7 separate regions of the Mus musculus genome follow, and all the other regions are linked to region 7. The links are chromatin contacts, called in public promoter capture Hi-C maps. All regions are on one chromosome and are shown on one strand. Each heading gives the region's core, a stretch centred on a gene start, on an enhancer-like site or on the middle of the called end of the contact. The rest is flanking DNA. Distances are from core to core; before and after follow the strand shown.

The links. Promoter capture Hi-C pulls out the DNA fragments that hold promoters and counts their contacts. Capture Hi-C pulls out chosen DNA fragments and counts their contacts.
Region 1: a promoter capture Hi-C map of liver shows a contact between it and region 7, with 2.6 times the contacts expected there. The contact joins the promoter of Smad5 here to the promoter of B230219D22Rik in region 7. A contact is called at or near these places in 3 of 39 promoter capture datasets (the 3T3-L1 cell line, liver and pre-B cells) and 1 of 115 datasets of contacts at active chromatin or transcription factors (pancreatic cancer cells).
Region 2: a contact with region 7 is called in a promoter capture Hi-C map of liver, with 2.2 times the contacts expected there. The contact joins the promoter of Thoc3 here to the promoter of B230219D22Rik in region 7. A contact is called at or near these places in 1 of 39 promoter capture datasets (liver) and 1 of 484 Hi-C or Micro-C datasets (B cells).
Region 3: a promoter capture Hi-C map of pre-B cells shows a contact between it and region 7, with 2.4 times the contacts expected there. The contact joins the promoter of Simc1 here to the promoter of B230219D22Rik in region 7.
Region 4: a contact with region 7 is called in a promoter capture Hi-C map of liver, with 3 times the contacts expected there. The contact joins the promoter of Rnf44 here to the promoter of B230219D22Rik in region 7. A contact is called at or near these places in 6 of 39 promoter capture datasets (the C10 cell line, cranial neural crest, liver and 3 more), 2 of 484 Hi-C or Micro-C datasets (B cells and CD8 T cells), 5 of 115 datasets of contacts at active chromatin or transcription factors (bone marrow-derived dendritic cells, embryonic stem cells, pancreatic cancer cells and 2 more) and 2 of 9 other capture datasets (adipose tissue and liver).
Region 5: a promoter capture Hi-C map of liver shows a contact between it and region 7, with 2.2 times the contacts expected there. The contact joins the promoter of Arl10 here to the promoter of B230219D22Rik in region 7. A contact is called at or near these places in 5 of 39 promoter capture datasets (the C10 cell line, hematopoietic stem and progenitor cells, liver and 1 more), 1 of 115 datasets of contacts at active chromatin or transcription factors (fibro-adipogenic progenitors) and 2 of 9 other capture datasets (liver and macrophages).
Region 6: a promoter capture Hi-C map of adipose tissue shows a contact between it and region 7, with 2.2 times the contacts expected there. The contact joins the promoter of Faf2 here to the promoter of B230219D22Rik in region 7. A contact is called at or near these places in 3 of 39 promoter capture datasets (hippocampal neurons, liver and neutrophils), 1 of 115 datasets of contacts at active chromatin or transcription factors (extraembryonic endoderm stem cells) and 1 of 9 other capture datasets (adipose tissue).

Annotation. Positions count from the first base shown.
Region 1 is chr13:56,701,577-56,704,531 of GRCm38.p6, forward strand. It overlaps Smad5 (SMAD family member 5), which reads left to right and starts at 1,434. Exons shown (of 7, transcript NM_008541.3): 1 at 1,434-1,555.
Region 2 is chr13:54,467,106-54,470,134 of GRCm38.p6, forward strand. Thoc3 (THO complex 3) reads right to left here and starts at 1,735. Exons shown (of 6, transcript NM_028597.3): 1 at 1,436-1,735; 2 at 721-877. The coding sequence starts at 1,702.
Region 3 is chr13:54,502,403-54,505,212 of GRCm38.p6, forward strand. Simc1 (SUMO-interacting motifs containing 1) reads left to right here and starts at 1,403. Exons shown (of 10, transcript NM_176987.4): 1 at 1,403-1,602. The coding sequence starts at 1,474. LOC115486438 (a long non-coding RNA gene) reads right to left here and starts at 1,912. Exons shown (of 3, transcript NR_168901.1): 1 at 1,367-1,912.
Region 4 is chr13:54,686,189-54,689,080 of GRCm38.p6, forward strand. It overlaps Rnf44 (ring finger protein 44), which reads right to left and starts at 1,620. Exons shown (of 11, transcript NM_001146026.1): 1 at 1,306-1,620.
Region 5 is chr13:54,573,563-54,576,459 of GRCm38.p6, forward strand. Arl10 (ADP-ribosylation factor-like 10) reads left to right here and starts at 1,485. Exons shown (of 4, transcript NM_019968.3): 1 at 1,485-1,715; 2 at 2,188-2,386. The coding sequence starts at 1,533.
Region 6 is chr13:54,620,157-54,623,062 of GRCm38.p6, forward strand. Faf2 (Fas associated factor family member 2) reads left to right here and starts at 1,628. Exons shown (of 11, transcript NM_178397.3): 1 at 1,628-1,747. The coding sequence starts at 1,685.
Region 7 is chr13:55,691,759-55,694,709 of GRCm38.p6, forward strand. B230219D22Rik (RIKEN cDNA B230219D22 gene) reads left to right here and starts at 1,366. Exons shown (of 2, transcript NM_181278.2): 1 at 1,366-1,589.

The DNA.
Region 1 (2,955 bases), core at 184-2,683, 1.0 Mb after region 7:
ATAGGTACGTCTGGGAGTTGTAAATCCATGCCAGGCTCCAGAAGCCATGCCTTCCAAGGGCCGGTAACAGCAAAGACTTAACAGCCAGGAATCAGTAAGCCAGGCAGTGTTGGCGCATACAGAGTCCTCCTGCGCAGAGTTTATGATGTAGTAAAGAAGTTTAAGATGGAGACCTGAGATTGCACACTGATGGCCTGTAGGCTATATTGGGACCATGGGCTTGTTTTGTTTGGCTTGTACCAGGGTGAGTCTTCTCAATGTCTAAAAAAGAGAAGGGGAGGGCAGGTCAGGGAGCCCAGGAAAGAGACAAAGAGGCAGCTGATCAGATAAATGTGTGATTTCCTTTTAGTATAGAAAAAGATGCATTTCCAACTTTCTTCGAAAAGCCAGAAGATCTGCCAATAATGGGCGGACACTGCCACATTTCTTCCTGCGGATGGTTGGCTGCAGTCACAGCTGCTGCCTTCCCTTGGTGCTCTCTCTCTAGTTCCCCAGCTCTGGCCGGATTCTCACCTATCACCCTTTGACATGGCTGCTTCCATAAACGCCTCCTCACGGCATTTATTTAATCTCTTCCAAATAGAAACAAGCCGTTGGAGTCTGGAGAAACATGGAAACCGCCGCATTTGTGTGTCAAGTGAGGTGACCCTGGTTCAGGCGGAGGAGGTGGTAATAAAAGTGAGGAGAAACTGTCAGAATTAGGGATCTACAGAATTGATATTGGAGGATGGGATTGACTGGGAAAGGTTAAAAATAGTTCCAATTTACTCAAAAAGAAAACCGGTGTGTGTGTGTGGGGGGGGGGGGGATCAGTTTTAAAGACCTTTAAAAATAAACACGAAACTATTTTAAAAAGCTTTCCCTTGCTGTCCAAGCTGACCGTTTGGAGGGGAAGAGAAGCCAGACAGCCGGATTAGTACAGAGCTACCCTGTAAGACAGCTCGAGCACCTCTAAGCCTCCACTTGCTGAAGCCTGAGAGCTCAAGGCGCTCCCGGCTTCCAGATGTGGGGCGGTGTCCCGTGAACAGCTGGGACTGTGTCCTGAGAAATGGCCACTCGTCCTCAGCTCCGGGTTCAGCACTATCTCCACCTGCAGAGGATTTTCCCCCTTTGGGAGCAATATTAAGGCTACATCTAGTAAGCTGTGTGGTATCTGATGCTCAGCCAGAGGTCTCTGTCTCTTAGGGTTTCTATTACAAATCAATGAAAACGGCGAAGTTGTAGCTGAAGATACTTTTTAACGCTTTAGATTGGCTAGAAAGGTCTCCAGCTCTCCAGAGCGAGGACGACCGTTTCGCTATAAGGCGGGTGAGCTTGGCTAACCCAAGTGCCACTTCCAGGCTCGCTGCGGACAGCAGAAGCCAGGCCTCGGCCACTCCCGACGCGCATGCGCCGGCCGCCGCGGCCCTCCGCCGCCGCCCCCCCTCCCCCTCATCATCCGGGTCCCCGGCGAGCGGGCGCCGAGCGCTTGTCCCGGGGCCGAGCTGCTAATAAAGTTGCGGCGCGTGCACAGCGCGGCGACGGCGTGAGGAGAGCGCGCCTGGGCGGCGGGGAGGTGAGTGAGGGGCCCCAGGGCGGGCGCTCGGGGCCCGGCGGAGGGACAAGCGCCGGCGGCAGCGGCCCGCGTGAGGCTGGAGGCCTAGAGGCTCCCCACGCGGGACCTGACGGCACGGGACGGGGCTCCGCGCAGCGCGGGAGGCCCCGGTGCTAAGGAGGCCCCGCGCGGCCGACGAGGCCGGCGCGGACGAGGCCGCTGCCACCTCGGCGCGCCACCGACGCCCGGGCCCGCGCGCGGAGCCGCGCAGGCGGCCTAGGCCGAGCGCGCGCCCCGCCGCTTTGTGTCTGGGAGATAAGGATCCGCGCTTATCGGTGGGAATTACACTCCGGCCAGCCGGCTGGCGGCGACCCGCCCCTGCGCCCGCCCGCCCGCCCGCCCGCCCGCTCGCCCGCCCGTCACTCTCCGGACGTCGCAGAGGCTCCCTCGCTGCGCTAAACTTTGTGTGAGGAAGCGAAGCAGCTTTTGTCTCTGCCCCGGTCCCGGTGGTTCCCTTGGGCATGCGTGCCCAAGTTCAGACTCCATCCCCTCCCCCTGCCCTTTCTCCTCTGCGCTTCTGGCTGCGCCGAGCCGGGAACCCTAAGCTCTGGGAACTTCCCCGGTGGCGGCCGTCTTAGGGTCAGAGCATGCTCAGTGGCCCGGACTTTTCGGTTGCAGAAGGAGCTGGCGGGGATGGTCGAGGTATTTGGAGGTGTGCCAGCGATCCGAAGCGTGTCTCTGTGTGTGTGTGTGTGTGTGTGTGTGTGTGTGTCCGGTTTGTGATGGCCCCGGCGAAAGGAGTCCCGGCCAACCTGGAAGGCAGGAACGGCCGAACACTGTAGGCTAGATCTTTATCTTGATCGTAAAAGACAGTGTTTCCTGAGCAGCTGGAGGGGGGTGGGGGGTGGGTATTTCTGGCTGCTGCTGCGTTTAGATGGGTGTGGTGCTAAGTATATCTTGTTTATCTTTCTGTGGAAAAAGTTTTGAAGTCTGGTGGAGTTGATCACATCATGCCTGTTGCCTAGCACTATCAAGTGTATGCCTACCTAGCAACGGACACTGGGCGATCAATGGAATTTGTTGGTTGCTTTGACAGAGGCTAAGCGAAAGGGTACATGTGATTTCTTTTCTTTCTGACAGGGTTTTGCTAGGCAGACCTTGAACTCTGGCCAATCCTCCTGCCTCAGCTTCCAAGTGCTGGGATTACAGGGGTGAGCCATCACCAACTCTGGCTGTGTGTTTCTTTTTTAAACAAAGAGTGCTTGGATTTTCTTAGTGTATGGGAGTTACCGTTAAAGTTGAAAACCCAGTAGGTTTAGAAACGCTTAGAGTAGTAGTTGAGGGTTTCTGCTAGATGCCAGCCCATAATGCCTGTTGTATGGAAACAGTTCCTCCATGGAGCAGGACGGTTTCACACTCAA
Region 2 (3,029 bases), core at 485-2,984, 1.2 Mb before region 7:
CTATACACATGTGGTACGTGTACGTACACACGTACACACACACACACACACACACACAGATGAAAATTAAAAAAAAAATCTAAAATCAACAAAACTGCCTGCCTTACTTTGGGTTTTACTGCTGTGAAGAGACACCATGACCGAGGCAACTCTTATAAAGAACAACATTTAATTGGAGCTGGCTTACAGGTTCAGAGGTTCAGTCAAGTATCATCAAGGTGGGACCATGGTAGCATTCAACCAGACATGGAGCAGGAGGAGCTAAGAGTTCTACGTCTTAATCCAAAGGCATACAGAAGAATGGCTTCCAGGTAAGCCAGGATAAGGGTCTTAAAGCCCACACCCACAGTGACACGCTTCCTCCAACAAGGCCACACCTAATAGTGCCATGCCCTGGGCCAAGCCTACTCAAACTACCACACTGCTTCTTTGAACACAGCCTTTAAACAAAACGCACAACTTTCCAGATCGCCCATGGTTTCTCAGCCATTGTAACCTGCCTGAATCTCCCAAACTCTCCACGCCTCTGCACATACTACTCTTGTATAGTTTCCACTGCTCTCCTATACATCTACAGCCTGCCAGAAAAGTGCTCTGTTCTGTTCCTGTCTTCTCCAGACAGACACATACAACCCATCCTGATAACCTGCACTTGCTACAAAGATGCTTGCTGCAGATCACACTAGCTTTTCCTCCAGAACCCCCTCTCTCTGAACTCACCTTTCGTATTCACAGTGGCGATGCATTTTGTAGTCCTCACATCCCAGATGCGAATGGTTTTATCTCCAGATGCGGTGACAAAGAGGTCAGGGTTGCTTGGGTGCCAACAAAGCTGGTCCACACTATCTCCGTGGCCCCGGTAGTTGTTTTCTTTGACCTTAAAAGAACAGAATCCAGATGCCACTTTTATCCAAACAGTGGTGCCTTGAAACCAGCAAAGATCTGGATAATTCAAAACAGAAATCTAATTCTTTTTCCAAAACTACAACACCCCCTCCCCCCCCCCCCCATGAACCTCTCTGAGCTTTGACATTGGCCCTTCCTGGCCTCCCTTCTTTCTTTTTCCACCACCACCTCAACCAACCTGTCCTGCGCTATCATTTTCAAATAAAGCCTTCCTCTCCACCCTAGGGGCTCTACCACCCCATTAGTCCCTAGCCACTCGTCACCAGGGCTCTTCTAGACCCTCACCACTTTCTGCCACCTGACTTCAACCTCCCCCGGCCCGCAGCCACGTCGCCACACCTCTTTACTGCCACTAAGTTCGCTCTCTGCTCTCCGCCAGGCAGCCTCACCCCCTTCGTCATTCCAACTCTTCCAGCCCCAAACCCCTTCCTCATCACCGCCAACGACAGGCCATACCCCTACCTCTCCTGCTTTTTCTCCCTCCGCACACAGCCCTCTTCTCCGCCAAGCCCGTGCCCTACAAGCTCACCAGCCGGTCCTTCTCCAGCAAGAACACGCTGGCAGTCTTGTCGAAGGACCCCGAGGCCAAGCGACGGCCATCGCAGCTCCAGGCGACCGAGTGCACCTTAGCACTGTGCGCCGGGAATTCGCGCGTCTTGCTGTGGCCTCGGAAGAGCTCCTGCATCCCGAGCACGTAACGAGACGGGCCACTGCTCACTGAGCACCAGGGCGCCATCGAGCCGGGGCCGCTCTGGCCGAGGGCCGAGGGGCCCAGGACCGCAGCGGGCGCCGCCATGCCTCCCTCCTCACGGACCGCGCGCCGGAAGCTGGATACTCTGAGTCTGGCGCCGTCGCCCTGCACATGCGCCGAAAAAGCGCCGCGTCGCTCCGCGCTGGCGCCTCTCACTCGCGGAACTACAAATCCCGCCATGCAGCGCGCGTCCACCTTTCCCTTTTGAAATAGGACTGATTCTTCCTTAAATTCGCTTTTTTTTGTTTGGTTTGTTTTGTTTTGTTTTGTTTTCGAGACAGGGTTTCTTTGTTTGTTTCCTGGCTGTCCTGGAACTCACTCTAGACCAGGCTGGCCTCTAACTCAGAAAACTGCCTGTCTCTGCCTCCCAAGTGCTGGGATTAAAGGCGTGTGCCACCACTGCCCGACTTGCTTCCCTCCCCCTCCCCACCCCCCACCAAGAGTTCAACTTTTTTTTTAAATGGTCTTCTTACCAGTTTCTTGGTAGCCTTGCTTATTCAAAAAAGAGAGTCAAGATAAATCCTCCAGTTTACCTGCATGTAAAATATCTTTTTTCTAGAGTTGTTTTTCACTGTAAGGTCCTCATCGTGCCCTTAAAGCAAAAGGCCATTGCAAGTTGTCGCTCCTGGAGAAAGGTTAGATGTTTGTGGAATGAAGGAATTGATAAGAAATGTGGGTTTGAGCCGGGCGTGGTGGCGCACGCCTTTAATCCCACCACTCGGGAGGCAGAGGCAGGCGGATTTCTGAGTTCGAGGCCAGCCTGGTCTACAACGTGAGCTCCAGGACAGCCAGGGCTATACAGAGAAACCCTGTCTCGAAAAACCAAAAAAAAAAAAAAAAAAAAAAAAAAAAGAAAAAAAAAAGAAAAAAGAAATGTGGGTTTGTCGGTTGGACTTGGGAAAAGTTGTTCGGTTAATTTGAGATTTGGTTTGTTCGGGGGTTTTGTTTTTGTTTTTAGTTTTTGAAGACAGGGCTTCTCAGTGTATCCCTGACTGCCCTGGAACTCACTCTACAGACCAGGCTGGCCTCGAACACACAGACATCCGCCTGCCTCTGCCTCCCAAGACGTTTTTCTGTCTTTTGATCTTGGTTGTTAAAGGATATTGTATATACATGATAGTAAACTAAAAGAAAATAGCGGAAAGTACAATGACCATTTTGTGTGCCATGCTCACATCTCTGATCCTCCCACTTATGTCTCTGTTAAACCAAAAGATACCCGGGTGGAAAAAAACAATGGTGCACAGCCAGGATTCGCCAAGCACTGGAGAAGAACTGTGCAGGGATAGGGGACACCAGAGGAATATATCCAACAAATATTCGTGTGAAAATGTCCTTATGAAGCCAGCTGTGGTGTCGCAGGCTTATAACC
Region 3 (2,810 bases), core at 153-2,652, 1.2 Mb before region 7:
CTTCCCTTCCCTCCCCTTTCCCTCTCCCCTCCTCCTTTTCCTCCTCCTTCCTCTCCCTTTCTCTCACCCTGGCTGACCTTGGCCTTTCAAGAGCTAGGATTCAAGGCAAGCACCGTGATGCCTGACTCAGAGCAGTGAACCTTCAAGTGTGTTCACCAGACTCTAAGCAATGTCAATATCACCTAGAAACCTGAGAGAAATACCAATTTGGGGCTCACTCCCAAAACTCAGTTTCTCAGTCAGAAACACTGGTGTGTAGTCCTGCAAACTTTATTATACACTCTCTGGCTGATTCAGAAGTTCACTAAAGATTAGAAAACACTGCATCACACGCTGCTTAGACAGCACACAACAGCTTTGCCTCTAGGAACTCCCCCCTTTTTGTTAAAGACATTTTATTATTCTATTTTTTGAAGTTACTTGAGCATAAGCAGCAGGGTTTTGTCAGTATTGCACATTTTTAAAATAGCCATGGGCCCTATTTTGATTTAATGTCCCTACCCTTCAACAAAACAACCAAAGAATTCACTACTTACCCATATTTCCCTCTGATGGGGATACAATTTTATCCCTATATTTTCTGCTTGCTCACAGCATTGGAGTATACGGGCACTCTGGGACCTCATAGCTCTCTGTATGTGCCTTTTCAGTGGTTTCTGTCAACTAGAAACTCAACAAACTCTTACATCTGACAGTTTAAATTCCTGCGACACGTATTGTTGGTGAAACCGCAAATCGGCACAACTTAAGACAATTTGGTACCATTTGTCAAAATAACAATAAAAACATAGATTTGATCCAATAAACCTGCTTCTGGGAATTTATCCCACGGATTTACCTGCACACACAAGAGTGGGTATCTCTCCCTTATCTCAGCCAGAAGCCCCAGTCAATAAAACCCTAGGTTCAGGTTACCCTTTTCAGCCCCTCAGGGCTTCTTTAACCCGAAGGCGTCACTGCTCCTTCTGCCAGGTGCAGGCTCCACTACCGGGTCAATTAAATGCGCTATCAGAGGCTCCATCAGCTCACTCCAGTCCTCACACCTGCAGCCAGGGGCTCGTCACCAGCACTGCCCACTGTGATCGGTTGAGAGCGGCGGCGGACAACCTCTCAACCTCAGCGTTTTTCAAGCCCGCCGACCATGCGGCCCAGCCCCTCGGTTCTATCCCTCCCTTTCCCTCTCTTCCCTCTCTCTCCTTCTCTGAGGGAAAGGGAGCCTGGCTCCTCCAGGGTTCTGTGACACTGCCCTGACCCGGGCGCGCGGCTGCCCCCGAGATAGGCGGGGCTCCGAGCGGGACCGGTCCTCTGGAGGCGGGGCGCGGTGGGGGCGGGGCAATGGAGGGGGCGGGGCCGGCGGGGTACTAACCCCGGTGTCTGCGACGCCTTCGCTGCAGTCGCTTCAGCAGCTGGAACCGGAGTCGGAGTCGCCGGGGCCGCTCGCCGCTCGCGCGTGGCTCCGCCGGGCCCGTAGCCATGGAGGACTTTATCGTGATCTCCGACGACAGTGGCTCCGAGAGCTCGGCCGGGACCCGCTCGGGCAGGGCGCGGAGGCTGCGCCGGGCCCTGTCTCGGACCCCCGGCGCGCTGCCCCGCCGAACCGTGGTGAGTGAATCCACTGCCGCTCGCCACGCCCGACGGGAGCCGAGCGTCGCCCCCTCGGGGCCTCAGCGTTGCGACCCTGGCTCCCCGCCGCCGTGTCTTCCCGCCTTTGGCGGCCTCGGGCCTCGAGGAGCTCGGTGGCGCCGCTGGCAAGGCAGGCCTCGGGCTGGCCAGCGCTGAGCCCTACAGGGTTGTGCTGCGGAGCCGGCCGAGCACATGGGCGACACACTGAGCACCAGTGCGAGCTGCCAAGCGGTGGCCGGCGGTGGCCTCCGGCCCGAGCTGGCTCCAGAGCTTTGGCAGCGGGAGGAGTGGGGGGTCCTGGCCAGGCCGCAGCCGCCACCCGGACCTCGAGGCGGGCGCGCGGGAGCGCGTAATTGTTTGGCTTATGATGGGCACAGATGTGTGCAAGGAGGTAACAGGAGCCCCGGCTGCGAGCGAGGGAAGCGCCGCCCTTGGCATGGTGGCGGCTGCGCTGCAGGGCCTAGTTCTTGAGCTAGGGCCCCGATTTTTGAGTTGTGGAGAAGGACAGTTAATTTTGCTTTGCAGATGCGAATCACATACAAAGCCAGGGGGCGGGGCACTCCCACCTTTGTTTTTCCTTCGGTTCTTTATCTTTGTCCCTGCTCCTGAAGTGATGGAATAAAAATATCTGTGGTCTCTGGCTTTCTAGAACTCTCCACAGAAATTTAGTGACCTGACCCCTACCATGATCTACATGCTGTGGCTTCAAAAATCAAGGGATCCTTCTCTGTTCTTCCTAATATGTGTCCTAAATCAATGTCAGCTACTCTATAAGCGTGTAAATCACATTTTGAGTGCTCATTCATTCTAAGTTGCCTTTGGGAAGTCTTCCTACACCCAAAGGTAGGTGTCTTAGGATTACTGTTGCTGTGATGAAACACCATGACCCAAAGCAACTTGGAGAGAAATTGGTTTAGTTTACACTTCGCTGTTCATACTAAAGAAGTCAGGACAAGAATTCAAGCAGGGCAGGAATTTGGAAGTAGAGGTTGTGCAGAGGCCGTATGGTGAAGCGATGCTTTCTTTACCGGCTTGCCACCTCTGGCTTGCTTAACCTGCTTTCTCACAGAAACCAGGACCACTAGCCCGGGGTGGCTCCACCCACAATAGGCTGGGTCTTCCCACTGCAATCACTAGTTGAGGAAATGCCCTACAGACTTGTTTACAGCTGGATCTTAGGCTATACA
Region 4 (2,892 bases), core at 370-2,869, 1.0 Mb before region 7:
ACGAGCATGGTGTCCAGCAGTGTACCTGAGGAACAGAAAGGTGGTTCTTTAACTCCTGCCAGAAACTAAAGTGGTAAAGAGGGGACACACCCATTTCAGTTACTGAAACCCCAAGGACTTGTTCTAGACCACGGGGAACACAATTGGTCCTCCTGGCTGGTTCCCTAGACCCAAAGCCCCAGTAGTCTCAATGACAGTGGTCGGAGGGAAAACTACAGAGTACTTCAGGAGCCACGTGTGAGATGTAGTATCTTTATGCGTGAGTAGTGTCCCAGAGACGCAAGAGTGACTGAGCTGGACCAATCAACACACTCAAGGTCAACCAGCACCACTGCTTTCCCACACCTCTCTTCACTGTACTGCTCTCTATCCATAAAGTTTGTGTAAACTCCCCTAAGTCTATCTCTTGTCCCCATGGGTCCACAACCCCGCCAGCCAAGTACAGAGTCCCAAGCACACATTCTAACCCTTGAGTAGAGTCGAATAGGGTCGGTTTGCAGAAAGATTCACTCCCTCTAGCAGACGAGCAGGCTTAGGTGGGAATACAAGTTCCCCTACCCTACATGCTCGCCGTACCTCCCTCTAAGTAGGAGCTTCCCAACTCCCACAAAGGCCGAGGAGGCGATTTAGGGCGGAACCACCACACCTTGGCCAGCTTAGACTCCCTGGGTGACCTTGGTTAAAGAACCCCTTTAGTTTCGGCTAAGCCTTATTAACAATAGAGACTGAAATCTCCCCAGGGCGCCCCTAAAAAAGCCACAGACAAGAAACTAGGTGTTCACATTATGGGGAAGGAAAACAAAGTCCCAGAGGATAAGGCTCCTCCCCAAAGCAGGCCGTGGGGCTCCAGCAGTTTTCCAAAGCTACCCCTCCTTGGGGATGGGACCGAAGCTCGTACACCTGTCTCAGGAGGGGCCTCCGTTGTTCCCCTTACTCCGTAATGCCGCACTCGGAGGAACACTGAGGGGAAAAGGCAGGCAGCACCGCTGGGGCTAGAGCGCTGTGACTTTAAGAGCCGAGGATCCCGGACCATGTGCTCGGCGTGAGACAAAAGCAACAACAAAGGAAGTGGCGGCTGCAGGGGGAGGGGTTGGCTCCTTCCCCTCCACCGCAGCGCTCTGCAAGGCAGAAGAGCGGCCCGGACTAGGTAGCCGCAGGCAGCACCTGGCCCGGGGGCCCCGCCGCCGTCTCCCACCACTCCCTCAGCCCGGGATCGACGCCTACGAGGCCGGCAAACAACGCGTCCCCGAGGGAGCCGTAGTTCCGGGGTGCGGGTCCGAAGTTAAGAGGCCCGGCCCGACTCACCGGCAGCCGTCCGACCACACGCGGGCTCCTTTGTTCGCGATGCGGGGTGCGGACGGTGAAGCGCCCGCTCCTTCGCGAGCCTGCTCTGTCTTCCGCCTCCCCAGCCCGGGCCCGAGAGAAGGGCGGCGCAGGACGCAGCTGTGCTCTCCGGCGGGCTGGCCCTTTAAGAACTGTCCGCGGCGGCCGGATGGAACCAGCCCCACGTTTTGATTCACAACATTCGGATCGGCGGGGGCGCGCAGCGCGGGAGGCGGCTCGCGGGGGCGCGCCAGGACGCGCAAGCAAACAGTAGCGGCAAGAGCGGACACCCGCCCCGCCCCGCAGGCCCCGCCCCGCAGGCCCCGCCCCGCGCCGCGCGTCGGCCAATCGCGTCCTGCGGGCGGCACGTGACTAGCGGGTCGCCATCTTGAAAGGCTGGCTAAAAAAGCCTCTTCGCCCCCACCTCATACTTCAAAGCCCACAAGGCCGAGTCGCAGGTGATGAGCGGTGCGAGCCCAGGTACGGGGACCGTGGCACGCACTAACAGGTCAAGGTTACCTTCTTAGGGCCGCGGCCTCTGTGGGGCACGCAGCCTCTCACGCAGCCGAGGTGAGAGGACCGCTCTTAGCTCGGCAAGCACACTTCCCGGAGATGACGTCACCACAAGCCCGGCAGGCCTGCGATGACCTCATAGCTCACCTCGCCTCTCTACTCGCTCGCTTTCTGTTCCGTTAGACGGCGCCTTTAAACAGCTGGGACAACCCAGGGCTGAAGAGACCAATGACTGAGGAGCCATGCAAATGATTTAACGTCTCCTGGGTAGGGGGATTGGTCTTGCGCGTGCTGACGTCACAGAAACATCTCGGCACCCCGCCCCTAGCGCGGCCCGGGAAAAGGGGTGGAGAGGCTCTAGTTCAGCTGAAGTGGGAAGAGTTGGGATCTCCTGAACCAGGCCCAGGGAGGTTTCTGCAGTTTAGTTCTCTAAGCTTCTCAACGACTGAGAGCCTAGGGATCAGGACAAGCAAGCCACTGTACCGGAAAGAAGAGTCACTCCTCCAGGACCGGCGGATCAATAGTTCGAGAACAGCCTGGTCTACATAGCTACAGAGACCTTGTCTTCAAAATACAAGCAACAAAAATATCACACACCCAGATAGTAACACAGCTGAGGCGAGAGAGGGGGCAGACGTCGGTGTCCCCTTAGGATGCCCCCCCCCCCCCCGGCCAGGCAAACATACAAAGTGGGGTATGGTGTGTCTGCATCGATTATATAAGCAGAACATCACCATTACCTAAAGCACTCATGTCTACTAGGCCGGTCTGTAGTAACTGGACTACTACAGAGTCCACCAACCCAGAACAGGATGTCAGTAGAAAATGGCAACATTTGTTAAACCTCTGTGGCTACAGATGGGTGACACTCTGTACTTTGTGGATGCATCCCATAATCCCAAATATTTAAAAAACAAACCAATTTACTAACAAGGTGTAACAATATTATCAATTTCAACTGAATATTGTATCAGCATACAGTGGGAAGTGATTTGGGAAAAGACACAGGAATTCTCATTAGGGTGCACCTGTTCAGGAGGGCAGATTTGTTTTTTG
Region 5 (2,897 bases), core at 235-2,734, 1.1 Mb before region 7:
AGGGGAAGGGGAAGGGGAAAAGGGAAGGGAAAGGGAAGGGAGATCTCTCTCCTGCTCTGCAAATAGTAATTTCTGAATCAATGGTTCTCAACCCACAATCACAAGCTTTTACATTGCAATTCACAACGGTAGCAAAATTAGAGTTACCAAGTAGCAAGCAAAGAAAATCTTATGGTTGGGGTCACCACAACATGAGGAACTATATTAAAGAGTCACCATGAGGTTGAGTGCCACTGAGAGTAAAACCTTTCAGAGTGCTCTATTCTGCTACCTCCAGACTTCTATCAAATAAGCAAAATGAACCTCCCCCAAAGAGGTGTTGCTATTGAGATTTTTTTTTTATAGAGGTATTTTGCCTGCTTGTATATCTGGGCACTGTGGGCATGAGTGTGCATGGTGTTTGCAGAAGCCAGATAAGATCTGCAGTTACAGAAGGTTGGGAGCAGCTGTGTGAGTTCTCGGAGTAGAACTCATCAGGTCCTCTGAAAGAGCAACCAGTGCTCTGAACCAGTGTCATCTCTACAACTCCGATAGAGGTATTTTTTAAAACTAAGAAACAAAGCCGGGCGTGGTGGCACACGTCTTTAATCCCCAGCACTTGGGAGGCAGAGGCAGGCGAATTTCTGAGTTCAAGGCCAGCCTGGTCTACAGAGTGAGTTCCAGGACAGCCAGGGCTACACAAAGAAACCCTGTCTCGAAAAACCAAAAACCAAACCAAAACAAAAAACCCTAAGAAACAAGAAGTCAAGACAGAAGGGGAAGCAGCATAGATATGTAGCCAAAAGTAAGGGGGCCCAAAAAGAACAGAGGTTAGGGCACAGAGAAACTGGCTAAGGAGTGTGTAGTGTGCGTGCTACTTTAAAGAGGCAGGCATAGCTGGACACTGGGACACTCTCTCCCATTATCCCGCAGACGCAGTGAAGGCCAAAGGACTGCTGTAGCTTGGGGCACCATTTTTTTTCCTGTTTCTCTTCTCTCTGATGCAGTACTTGGAAGCCCTGCAGTCTCTGGGAGTGGCTGACAATGTGATTGCTCTGAACTTTCCTTGCCAGACAGACATTCTTCATTGCTGTGCACAGTAAGCCACCAAAGGTTTGGAGAAACTTCTTCCTTCTGCCATCCCACTGGCGTATGATCCCATATAATTAGTTTCGAGATTTCTCTTTTTTGTGGTCCTGAGAAATACCCAGGTGACATAGATTGGGTTTAAATGCCAAACTAGACTATGGTGCGACCTTGAGCAACTTAATACCTGCTAAGTCTCAGTGTTTCCTTCTCTGAAGGGACTCAACAGGTCCGCACAGCCTCACTTCTACCACACTGGTCAGGGAGTGGAAGATCCATCCTGGACCGAACCCCTACTCGGAAAGCCCATCCCACCCTAGTGCCCCTTCCCCACCGCAATACAAGCGCAGCCTTCGCTGGCAGCGAGCAGTGCATTGTGGGGCTTGTAGTGTGGCGGGGTCCGGCGGGTGGGCGCGGCCACAGCTCCATCTTCCACCGCAGGCTGGTCGGTCTTGCTCCCAGGCCAAATGGCGCCGCGGCCGCTGGGCCCCTTGGTGCTGGCTCTGGGTGGCGCCGCAGCCGTGCTGGGCTCTGTGCTCTTTATCCTCTGGAAAGCTTACTTCGGCCGCGGCCGGGAGCGGCGCTGGGACCGGGGCGAGGCCTGGTGGGGCGCGGACACTGCCCGCCTCCCTCAGTGGGACGAGTGGGAGGTGAGTGCGAGCCGCCGAGGTCAGGGAGGCCTACGCATGCTGTGAGCGCGGAGTGCAAGCGCGAGGGCCCGGGCAGGGCATCGGGCTCGGTAGCCCCGTGGGCGCGGTAGGAGCCAGCCAGGCGACAGTGCAGTAAGCGCAGTGGCGCCGCCCCGGGGATCCCTGGTAGAGCCCTCATTCCCGGTGCCGGATAATCGTGAGATCTTGGGATTGTCTTGGGTTTACTGTTCGTGGAAGCCAAGGATTTATGATGAGAAAGATTGTGCGCGAAATCATGAGGAGTCAAAAAGAAAAGTGAGACTTTTAGTTTAGGACTCAAAAAGCAGCTCCTGCCCTGCAATGTCAGACCACAGGTGCCTGCCCCGGGACGCGTGGATGGCGTGCAGGGGCACCGTGGTGCACTTCGTTGTCCCTAGGGAAGGGAGGGTCAAGAAGGAGGTTGGGGATTGCAGCCTTCGTCTCTGTCCCACAGCCCGAGGACGAGGAAGATGAGCCGGCCTTGGAAGAGCTGGAGCAGCGGGAAGTGTTGGTGCTGGGCTTGGATGGCTCAGGGAAAAGCACGTTCTTGCGCATGCTGGCCGGGAAGCCACCGGTGGAAGGCCACGTCCCTACCTGGGGCTTCAACTCTGTTCGGCTGCCTACCAAGAATTTCGAGGTGGACCTGTTAGAGAGTGAGCAAGAGACACACTCCCCCTTCTCCCTGTCCTCACTGATGCCCCAGGGCCTAGATTATTTGGAGATTATCATACAATGCATTTCTAATCAGGACATTTCCCCTTTATGAAACCCTTCCTGCTTCTCTTCAGGGCACAAGATACAGAACATTCTAACACTTAGGATTTTTCCTTATCCTGTGTATCCAAATGGTCCACCTACCTTTCACCACACATGCCTTACACTGGCAGACTAACAGCTAAGGGTTCATATGCCAGGTATTTGACAAACACTGCTTATAAAATACCCCACACAACTCCACAAAACTGCCATCAGTTAACCTGCCTGTTAGATACATGTACAAACAGGTTTCTGACAAGCTAGATCACGAAAGGTTTCCCCCAGTGTTCCAGTGTTCTGGCTGCCTGAAGAGGGCATCGGATCCCCCTATAGATGGTTGTGAGCCACCATGTGGTTGCTGGGGTTTGAACTCAGGACCTCTGGAAGAGCAGCCAGTGCCCGTAATGG
Region 6 (2,906 bases), core at 378-2,877, 1.1 Mb before region 7:
CAGTTGTCCTCAGAGCTCCTCTAAACTCACCCCTGGCTATCCTGGAACTCACTCTGTAGACCAGGTTGGCCTCGAACTAAGAAATCTGCCTGCTTCTGCCTCCCAAGTGCTGGGATTAAAGGCGTGTGCCACCACCGCCTGGCAAACTTTTTTATTTTAAGTGCATTGTTGTTTTCCCTGCACCTATGAATGTCTGGAACTGGAGTTTTAGACTTTTTCGAGCTGCCATGTTGGTGCTGGGAACTGAACTTAAGTCCTCTGGAAGAATAGACAATGCTCTTAACTGCTGAGCCATCTCTCCAGTGCTAGAATTTTGTTTTGTTTTTGAGACTGGGTTTCCCCTGTGTAGCCCTGGCTGTTCTGGAACTTGATTTGTAGACCAGGCTGACCTGGAACTCAGGGATCCACCTGCCTCTACCAACTGAGTACTGGGATTAAAGGTATGTGCTGCCATGCCCTGCTATATACAGACTTTTTTTTTTTTTTTTGTCCACTCATCTACTGGTAGACACTTAGGCTGAGTCTATGATTTATTGTGCATATCAGTAAGTATGTGAATTACAGGTATGTCTATAGTAAACTGACTTTGACTCTTGGAAGTGTGCACCAGAACTGGTGTAGCTGGGTTGTATAACAGTTCTAACTAATTGTGAGGGGAGTCTTTATTCTGATTTCTGTAATGGATGAACTAATAATTTAGTTTCCCATCAGCAGAACATCACTTCTCCCTAGTATGGCTGCTATTAAAAAATTGCTCGTGTGGCTCACGTTTTTATTGGACAATATTAGGCTAAGAAGGGCCTAAAGGTTAGGAATAAAATGCACTCGGGGTGTGTGTGTGTGTGTGTGTGTGTGTGTGTGTTGTTCCTTTGATTGTTGTCGTTTTGACACACGGTCTCATTATGTAGTGCAGGTTGCTCTTGAGTTCAAGATCTTCAAGTCTTGGCCACCGCAGTGTGCCCAGGAAAAGGCAAAGGAGGAATGGGCAGGCTTTAAGTCAATCGCGTTCAACCAAAAGTAACAGAGTCTAGGTGGCTTGCTCCAGGATACCCTTCGTATGCAAGGAATCATACACACTTAAAGTCAAGTTTCCTTGACTCAGACCAACTATCTTATCTTTGGTCTGTCAAAGGGATGAAGGGCGAGTGGCCTGGGCATGAGGTTGGACGAGGTACAGAGCTGAGTGTCTGGGAAGCACCATTAACCTGGTTACAGACACTCCTAGCAAGAGACAACAAAGCCTCACCACTGTTTCCCCTAATAAGGCAGACCAACTTTATGAAAGGATTAAGTATCAAACTGGCGCTATTTCGTGAAAGCAATCGTTTCCTGAGAAATCTTCAAGAATATCGTAGATAATTTAAAAAAACGGTTAAGGAGCAGCCAAATTGCGGGACTCTCTCGAGCTCCTGGAGGTACACTGACCCTCTGGGGTCTGTCATCTTTTCATCAATTTTAGATCTTTGGGAGATAGATCGGCAGGGTCCTGAATTGTTCGGCCTAGACACGCGAACGTCGCCCTCTGGTGGCGAGATTCGGAAGGGGGCGGGGAGGGTGCCCGCGAGTTAGCGCGCGCAGACGCAGTTGAGTCCCGGCGGCGGTTCAGGCCGGAAGTGGTTACACCTGAGATCACTTCCGGCGGGTGACGGTGCGGACGGGTCAGGAGCGTAGAGGCGGCGGCAAAATGGCGGCGCCTGAGGAGCAGGATCTAACTCAGGAGCAGACCGAGAAGCTGCTGCAGTTTCAGGTAGCAGCGAGTTCTCGGTGCAGCCCAGGCCGCCGCGGGATGGGGAGTGGGACCCTAGAGGAGCGCAAAACCATCCTCAGGTTGGGGTTGGGACCAGTTTCAAACCCGCAGGCGGCCCCCTCCCCCCCAGACGCCAACTGCCCGGATTTCCCCGGCGCCCAACCTCTGTGGGTCCTCAGCCTTCCAGCCACCTCTGCTAGCCGGGCTCGACCACAGTGGGTCAGCTGCCTTGATTTCCCGTAGCGTCGCTGGTCTGCAATCCTTGCCGGCCTGATTAACCCGCCAGACCCTCTCCGCCCATCGATTGGTGGGGATGTGCTAGAGATAACTCAGATCCCCAATCGCAGAGTTGGCATCAGCTTGCAGGGCTGGACCGCAGACCACCACCATCCCATGTTATTCACCGACGCTTGCTGGGGGTCTCTCGGTGGTCCCTAGGGCTCGTGTTGGGTGGTTGTAGTGGGGAAAAGAAGCGCCCACACACAGACCTGGCACCTGCCCTAGAAATGTGGGAGGACGCCTCTGGAGGAAACAATGTAACATGAAGTATCATCGAAGGCCTCTGACTGGATTTGTTGCCCTTCGGCTTGCTCCTGAACGGCTGACTCTGCTTGAGGAGGGTGGCAACCTGCAGGACCCGCCCCATTAAGTGGATGTTTCTGGTTTTGTTTTGTTTTGTTTTAAAAAAAAAAAGGCTCTAAGCACTTTAATCAGGTGGAGGGTCTGGTGGGAGGATGCCACCCGGGTGGTGGTAACCATGGCATTAGCCGTATCCTTAGTTCTTACATATAACTTCAAAATGTCTATTCCCTTGCGGATGTTTTAGGAGGTAAACTGAGTTTATGGGTGTTACACGGTATTTAGAAGACTTTGGGGCCGGGCAGTGGTGGCGCACGCCTTTAATCCCAGTACTCGGGAGGCAGAGGCAGGGGGATTTCTGAGTTCGAGGCCAGCCTGGTCTACAGAGTGAGTTCCAGGACAGCCAGGGCTACACAGAGAAACCCTGTCTCGAAAAAACAAAAAACAAAAAAAAAAAAAACAAAAAAAAAAAAAGAAGAAGAAGACAACTTTGTAAACTGTAAAATGTGCCTAAACAGTTGTTACTATTAATAATCATTTTCCAGATAAATTGAAGTCAATAGAACTCATTTTCTAATAG
Region 7 (2,951 bases), core at 116-2,615:
AGTCAGTGCTCTTAACCACTGAGCCATAACTCCAGCCCAATACTATCAATTTCATGTTCCGGGCTTATAGTAAGAACTCTGAATCCAGGATAATTCTACAACCAAGCGACTCAGAAGGAAATACCGCCAAATGGAATTAGGCTAGTGGTTCCGCCTTTTAGGATAAAGGATATGGCACATTGTAGAGATGTCAGGGATTAAAAAAAAAAAAAAAACTAAATACTACAGGGCACCCCACATAAAATACCTTAATTATTACACATCTTACATCTGAGAGCCCTAACACCATCACCATCTGAATATTCTCATGTTTGGATATGGGCAGTCCTGCCCTACCCACCCTTAAGAAACTAAAGGGCAGACACTGAGTCTTTTTGTTTGTTTGTTTGTTTGTTTGGGGAGGGTTTCAAGGCAGGCTGTCCTGGAACTCACTCTGTAGACCAGGCTGGCCTCAAACTCAGAAATCCGCCTACTTTTGCCTCCCAAGTGCTGGGATTAAAGGCGTGCGCCACCACTGCCCAGTTTTGAGTTGGTTATTTATTTATTTAGCCATTGTGGGATTTCAGAATCATTTTTATTTGCATTTCCATGATGACTAAGGATTTTCAACATTTCTTTTAGATTTATTTGGGAATACTTCTGCTGCCTGGAGATGAGCTAACTTGAAGCCCAAGGATAGTAAGTACCATGGCTAGAAAATTCTCAAAGACTGAGGTAAGGCTGGGAGCTCCACCTTACCCCTGAGATGCTAGCTGCAGGAAAGAAGCAAGCTTTACTGGTACCTCTGCTGTGAACCCTGACCATGATGAGTCACCCGTGTGCCTACTCATATTGCCGTGCCTAACATTTCTGCTGGTTTATTTTTGTTTGTTCATGCTCTGTAGCCCAGGTTGACTCCAAACTCATTTTATGTATATGAGTACACTGTAGCTCTCAGACACACCAGAAGAGGGCAATCAGATCCCTTTACAGATGGTTGTGAGCCACCATGTGGTTGCTGGGACTTGAACTCAGGACCTCTGGAAGAGCAGTCTGTGCTCCTAACCACTGAGCCATCTCTCCAGCCCCCAGACAATGAATGAGTCTTAAGGGCTGCAGACAGGCATGAGCAAACATCGTTTTCAAACAGCTGTGTAAACGGCTTCTGGACAACTGCAGCGGGCTTCAAACGATGCCTGCGTCACGGAGTGACCCTGCATTCTGGGAAGTCACCGAGCCGACCATCCGCTCGCTCATCTTGGCGGGACTGGAGCTCCGCACAGGGACCGTCCGCTTCGCGCGCGCCTGCGCACTCCGTTCGCGGGCCGCGCGAAGAGTCTCGCGATACTTAGGCGTGCCTGCGCCTGCGCAGGCGGCGCTCACATTCCGGGGCTGTGGCGGCTTCTTCCTCCCGCGTCCGGGGCCCCGCGGTGAGGGCTCCAGGGAGTCGGGCGCTGGCGTGGCCTTCGCCGCCGCCGCCGCCGGCCCTCTGCCGTGACTGGACAGGGCCGCCCGGAGCGGGCGCGGCCGGAGTGAACGGAACGGGCGGGAGCTTTCCTGCCTATGGGCGGCCCCTGGGCGCTCTGAGGGCCGGGCTCCGAGCGGCCGAGGTAGGGCGCGGGGCGGCGGCTGGCGCGGGGCCCGGCGAGCGGGATGCGGGATGCGGCGGCGAGCGCGGGCGCCTCCTTCCTCCGGGGCGGCCTCCTTCCCCGCGGTACTTCCGCCCGGGCGCCCGCCGGCCTCGCGGCAAGCGGAAGTCACGGCGCGGGCCGCGCAGCCAGGGCTGCAGGGTGGGCGCGGGGCCGCAGTCTCGCCCTGGAGCTGCGGTCGTCCCCGCATCCCGAGAGCGCGGCGGGGAACGCCTCGGGGTCCCGTTAGGATGCTGACTTGGGGAAGCGCCGTGGGGCACGGCTAAGGAGCGCAGAGAAGACAAAGGAGACCGTTATTTATGTTGTGTAAACTTCTCGGGAGGCGGGAGCGGAGCAGCATCCTCAGTGGTTGACACGGCCTCCCACACTTGTTTAGAATTATAAAATCATATGTGATTATATACAGTAGTTAGCTAGATAGTAACAAAACACCGAGGGTTGTGGGATATTTGATCCTTGGAGGAGAACGGCGTGTGGGCCTTTGAAGCTTTGCTATATTTACAAAGCTTAAAGGTGCCTTGTGAATTTACTAAAAATAGTTTTTTTGGGAGCAATGTCTGCCACATTCAAGGTAAAAAAAAAAAAAGAAAGAAATGTGATTGTTTCATTGGAAGACGGCAGGATTAAACACCCACAGTAAAACTTAAGGGAAAGCAGGTCGCAGCAGACCTTCAAAACTACTAATTTAGTCACAGTGAAACTCCTCGCTGGCTTCCTTAAACTTACCGGTGCACCATTTTAAAAGATGCTTCTTCGTTTGTTTGATGTGTGCAAGGCATTGGGGTCCACCCCTAGTACCACAAACAAAACAAAACCAACTGTAGCCTTTGCTTTGCAACACGATTTGTTCTGTTAACTCCTAGCTTATGTTCCACCCACGTCTTAAGAGAAATTCCTCCGCCCACTTTTCTCAAATGTAACCTGCATCATTTTAGTGAACTTTGCATGGAAAGAATCCAAGAATAGCTGGGAAAAAAAGCAGTTAAGAGCGTGTACCAGGCTTGAAGAGAAGTAGGGTTTGGCTCCCTGCACTACGGTGCACTGGGAACCAAATGTAACTCCATGTGTTGCACCCCGGGGGGACTCACACTCATTTGTTCTCATGTAGACAAGCATAATTTAAAACATAAGGTAATAGCTGACCAAGCATGTTGGTTAACACCTTTACACCCATTACTTTCTTGGTGAGGCAGGAGGATTGTTATGAAGACAAACCTCAAAAATTAAAAATCCCCAAAAGCAAACCAAAGAATTATCAGCAGGTAGGTCTTAGAGTGGAAAGAGGTAGGCATTAATGCTAATGTGTTAGCCAAATGCTGAAAT